2 separate regions of the Rattus norvegicus genome follow, and region 1 is linked to region 2. Evidence: chromatin contacts called from public Hi-C data. All regions are on one chromosome and are shown on one strand. The core of a region is the stretch at or near the end of the contact, and the rest is flanking DNA. Distances in the headings are between cores, read along the strand shown. Region 1 overlaps LOC103694077 (a long non-coding RNA gene). Region 2 has its middle 11 kb from the start of Foxq1.

Region 1 (2,812 bases), core at 245-2,744, 320 kb before region 2:
GAGAAGCCAATCAGGATCCAGTGTGGGCTTATCTTTTCTAATGTCTCTATATTATCAATTAAGCCAACTCAAATAAGAAAAGGAAAGTCAGGTCTTACTGACTTCCAAGTCCCCAGCCTCCTCATTCTAAGCAGGATACTCATTCACAGTCCCTCTAGGATGGTAGAACAGGATCCTTAGGCTGCTCCAACCCCTGACACTGCCACATTCATCTTCAGCCTTCAGAGGACAATTTAGAAAAAAATTATACCCCATGCCCCTTATCATGCGGATCTGGTTGAAATCTGAGCACAAGTCCAATGTGAGGAGAAGTTAGGAAGGGTCCGAGCCTGCACTTGAGTGGGCTGAACCAAGTACACAGTTGTCAGGGTCATAAGCCAAAGGAACTGGGTATCATGCTCAATCTTCCCAAAAGCTGATTGTCTTTGAGGGAGCCTGGGTGGTCCTGAGTGCAGGGATGTTCATTCACTATGTGGCAATGAAACATTCCTGAGCACAATAACTGCACAAGTCAGGCTCCTAAGAGTAGTGCCTCTGTCTACAGAGTACTGGGCAATGTCTGTTCAGGGTGTGGAAGGCAGAAGGGCTACCAGTCTAGTATTGGCTCTCAGGGTAGTTTTTTTTAGGCTTCACAAAATGGCAATCTATGGTTGAGGCTGGGCCTCTCTAAGTTGGGTCCAAGGAGAATGACCAGTATCCAATTTGTATATTTCTTTCTATTTTCTTCCTCATCATTGGCTCAAAGAATATAAGTACAAAGGACATTTGTGTGTGTGTGTGTGTGTGTGTGTGTGTGTGTGTGTGTGTGTGCGTGAAAGAGAGAGAGAGACAGAAACAGAGAGAGAGAGACAGAGACAGAGAGAAAGAGACAGACACACACAGAGAGAGAGAGAGAGAGAGAGAGTGAGAGAGAGAGAGAGAACGCATCAAGGAAGACAGAGTAAGCAGGGAGTGGCAGGAAGTTGATGTAATATCATAGTAGTGAAGAATACTGGTTCCTTTCTAGATGTATCTTAGAATCATGGAAAGAAGGCTCCTGGGGAAAAATATCTGAGTTGAGCAGATTGGGATAGAGGATAATAGCTCTGTGAAACGGTAGCATTGTTTGCTGAACATACAACTTGAAAGCCGACTCCAGCTCTCTCTCCAAGTATTTTGGTTAAATGGAGGTCCTTTAGAAAAATAGTATTGGTTCCTCGAATGAACTCATAGAGGTCCAGGAGCCGAGGCTGTCCAGGAATGACACCGGTGCCCGGTACCACACGTACATTCTCTATAATGTAAAGATATCAAATCTGTTTACACTTAAAGAAACTCTAGCAGGTGTCTCTGGTGCTTTCTCTTTTGTGTTTGCAGTTGCTGAGGACATGTCCTCCATGAAGCAATATTGTAGTATCACCATATCTTTGCTTACAGCAATAAATATAGTACCAATACAAAAATAAATACAGTATCAAAACTCTACCTCTGTTTCACAATCAGGGTTTCTCAACCCTGGGACCTGTCAGTGTCAGACTCCTCTGGGATGTTGTAAGCTTTGCTTGGCACAGTGTACTGATGGCCTTCTCAAAGAAGCCCTGGGGCATTTAAGACTAACTCATCCATTAGACTCTGCAGAAGTAGGTGTGAACGTGAAAATTGGAGCTGTCAATCATACTGAGAGTGAGTACCTCAGGTAGGGATGACGGGTGGGGCTCAAAAGGTATTTATGTGCTTTGATGCCAAGGGCTCAAGTTGAAGGTTCCCATCCACAGAACTCCAGGACCCACCCATGTATGCTGAGTTTCTAACTGGTACAGTGTTGTCTTTGGCTGTGGTGCAAAGACAACAAAAAACAAACAGCTCAGGACCAAGGGGATTTTAGTGTATTCAGAGGTAAAGTGGCTCATAACTTGTATCCATTCTTTAAGGGTGGCTATCACTTCACTGTACTGTCACTGGCTTTGTATGGGCTCTTTTCCAAGTGGTTGTCACCAGGGCACAATTTTGACATTTGAGTTCAATCAAAACTTTTGGAGCGGGGCCTGAAATTTCTCATCTTTTTTTTTTAAACAAAATTTTTTAATTTTAAATTCAAGAATGAAGATACATCCTTCAGGTATAAATAATATTTTAACATAACTTATGTATTAAAAACACATTGGTAGGCTCTTTATAGTATAAAGCATCAAGAGTCCACGTGGTGATGTGTTCAGTCTTGGAAAAGAATTATAACCCAAAGATTCTGACCTCAATTACTACACACACACACACACACACACACACACACACACACACACACACACTGCACCGATACAAGAGTCAAACAAATGATAATCACTGTATCTTCATGCTGGAAACACACAGAGCTCTTTGAAGAATGCATCTGAAAATTCAAGATCAGGAAAAGCAGCAATGTAAAATAAAAGGCTAAGTGTGGTGTGGCGAATGAATCAAAGTATATTTAATAAACACCTTTCTCTAGGGTTCTTGTTATGGCTAGATTATTAAAATTAAAAATTATGCATATTGTTGCTGTGTGCATGTGTAGGCTTAGGTGCAGCGGCACAAGCGTGGGCCTTGGAGGCCAACTGTGTGAAGTCTGTTCCCTCCTCCTACCTTTCTGTGGGTTCTGTCATCAGGCCTGTGACGTCAGTGTTTTAACCACTGAACAATCCTGACAGCTCCTAATGTTAGAATTTTTAAATTGATTTTTAAATCAGGGTAAACAAATCATAATTTCTTCCTCTTGTATGACTGGACAGAACTCTGTGGTGAATATGTCCAACCTTTCTTTATAACTCATCTGCTTAGGCAGATTCCACACCTACTG
Region 2 (2,930 bases), core at 262-2,761:
CTCAAAAACATAAAGATTAAAAAGAACATCAAGAAGGACCCACAATTGTCTGGAAGTGACTTTGTCACAAAGACAAACTAGCCTCTTAAAACCACAACTGTGGGGGTTGGGGATTTAGCTCAGTGGTAGAGCGTTTGCCTAGCAAGCGCAAGGCCCTGGGTTCGGTCCCCAGCTCCAAAAAAAGAAAAGAAAAAAAACAAACAAAAAACCCACAACTGTGTATGTGAACCCCCCCTCGCCCCATGTGCTTCTGGAGAATGTGAGTCAGGCTCTGCTGGAAATGTACCACTTTAGAGAATACCCCAGGGGTGCTGTCAGCAGCACTGTGATAGGACAGGAGCTTGCCTTCTTATCTATACTTGCCATCAAGGCAAACAAATCTGTAAACACTTATGAAAATCCTCTCGAAACATACATTTGCTTACCTTTTAACCCAGTCTCCTGGTGAGTAACCGATGTCTCTGGTATCTCTCGTGTGTGACCCAAAACTTCTTAGCAGTCTTCATGCCCTACTCAGCAATTTTCTCTCCAGCCTCTGTGATCAGCCATGCAGTGTCAGGACAGTAGCTCACCCAGACCTCTCAGTGTCTCCCAGGACCCCTGAGCACTCGCACAGGTCTCAGTGTTGAAGTCCAGAGATTAAACTCTCTCACACCCTCCCGCACACACCCTTGCCAATGAGAGGCCAGTTTCTCATACACCTTTCCTGTGGGAAATCAGGCAGTTCCCAATTTCAGATTGCTGCTTAGGACATCCCTGGACTATGGTCCCCTGTTATGGCACACCCATCTCCAATCCTCATTCCTTGTTCCTTCTCTCAGCACCGTTGGCTCTGTACCAGTGAAACCCAGACTCACAACAATCAGTTCCCCCAATCAAAGTCAGTAAATGGGTCGTGAGAGCCTCCCATCTGCCTGTTTGCTATTTTAAAGGTGGGCAGGGAGAGCTGGGCTGTGATTGAGATGTTTGTGTCTCCTGACATTTCACTGGCCAGTGTAGACAATTAGTCAGGAACTTTGATAAAGGGTGATTCCCTAAGCCTGGGGTGCACAGCCACAATAATTCTCCATCAATGATGAAAATCAAGTTTTGCTTTACTTCCCTTCAAGGGCTGAGACAAGAGAAGCCCAGAATAACCGGGTCTCATTTGGCCACGAGCCAAAGTGTGGCCACATCAAAGCTTAGAGGCTGTCACCACACCTGAGTTTAGATGCCTGAAGTAGCTCTGAAAACATAGTTTCCAGAAAGTTGAGACTAAAAGTCCCACACTAAACAAATATTTTATCTCAAGAGAGAAGGTTGCCTCCGAGTAGAGGACATGCAGTGTGGCAGGCCGAGGAAAGAATACTAATTCTACAGCTCTCCAAAAATAAACAACAAAGATTGAGCAACGAATACTGTGCTTTACCAAATATACAAAAGCTCTTGGGAACACTCCAGAAGGACAAGGGTTACCTGCAGACTTGTACAGAGAACCAGACTGACGGCCTGCATAGCTCAGAACCGCTTCTGGGAGGACGCCTACGCACAGGCTTATCGGGCATACCAACAAAGTTCATGCCAGTGAGGACTGTGCCGTGGTTTCAGAGAAATGGAGTTGACAGTAAGATACATGCAAGCCTGACCGCATAGCTCTGGCGAAAGTTGCTAGCAAAACAACGCCCTTGGTTCTGCACAGGTGTAGTGAACGAGGACAAAGAGATCTTTCTCCCCACTGTGCCTAAGGTGTGGAGCGCAGGTGGGGAAGTACCAAGGGTCTGGAGGCAGGAGGCTCTGACTAAAGGACTGTCCTCAAGTCCCCAAGTCCTCTGCACTCTGACTTCCAAGTCTTACACAATTAGTCTGATCTAATGAGAGGGATTAAAAACAAAAGAGTGGGTAAGTGCTTCACAGAATCCACTTTAGGCCTAGTCTCTGAGCACTAGGACAGACACTTGGGTTTGTTTCAAAGGCCCTATGTTCACAGCTAATATCAGTCTGACTCGTAAAAGATGGAAACACGGTCATTTTTCAGGAAACACAGAAAATTGGTTCCAGGAACCCCCATGGTCTCCTAGAGTCCAGATTTTAGTGTCAAGCCTGTTTCTGATCTCTCTCTCTCTCTCTTTCTCTCTCTCTCTTCCTCTCTCTCTCTCTCTCTCTCTCTCTCTCACACACACACACACACACACACACACACACACACACACAAGGACTCCTTAAATAAAAAGATCATTCTAGAAGATTTATGCCAAGATGCAAAGTGGAGCAGCTCATCTGCCCAGGACACTATGAATGGAATTACAGCAAATATTCCAAGATTTCAAGGATACTTGGGTTCCTTGCATACAATGGGACAGTATTTGCATAGAACCCACTTGTCCTATATACTTTAAATCAATTCTAGGTGACTTACAGTGCCTAATACAAGGTGAATGCTGGGCATCTGACTTGCTATATGGTGTAAGAAAGACACCCAAGGAGAAATGCCAACATGTGTTTAATATAGATGTAATTATTTTTCTAGAGTACTTTTAATCCACTATCATTTGAACCCATGGATATGTAGGCCTGACAACATTTAAGCAAATTTAGACTATAAATATCTTTTATGTTATCATAAGCACTGCAGAAACATCCTTGTCCTGTGGTTGATGAAAAGGCTATTCTTGTCTCCTTTGAGGAGACCCAAGGCTGCATTCTCTCTGGACAACACCACTGAACGCAGAATTATTCTGAGTGTAACCTTGAAAGTAACATGTGGATTGATATAACTTGGGCTGGCCTCATTCCTGCTGGTCAACTTTTTCTTGAGCAAGATTAAAAAGAAAAAAAACTTCCCACTTAAAAATATTTTTATTAGATTTATTTAGGAGGGTGGCACACACATGCCAAGATCAGAGGCCAACTTGTGAGAGTTGGGACCCTCTTTCCCCCATATGAGCTCCAGG

The links. A called contact is a pair of places that touch in the nucleus more often than the background predicts.
Region 1: a contact with region 2 is called in a Hi-C map of hepatocytes, with 1.6 times the contacts expected there. The contact joins two enhancer-like sites. A contact is called at or near these places in 2 of 12 Hi-C or Micro-C datasets (hepatocytes and liver).

The regions. Positions count from the first base shown.
Region 1 is chr17:33,455,168-33,457,979 of GRCr8, reverse strand. The region is part of intron 1 of LOC103694077 (a long non-coding RNA gene); the gene reads left to right. Among named protein-coding and RNA genes, the nearest start is that of Exoc2, 260 kb to the left of the region's middle. Within about 2 kb of position 1,494, at least 1 of the 93 cell types and tissues checked has an H3K27ac peak or open chromatin away from gene starts, as enhancers often do. A contact at or near this core is called in hepatocytes, where this site is marked.
Region 2 is chr17:33,133,147-33,136,076 of GRCr8, reverse strand. No RefSeq gene overlaps it. Among named protein-coding and RNA genes, the nearest start is that of Foxq1, 11 kb to the right of the region's middle. Within about 2 kb of position 1,511, at least 7 of the 93 cell types and tissues checked have an H3K27ac peak or open chromatin away from gene starts, as enhancers often do. A contact at or near this core is called in hepatocytes, where this site is marked.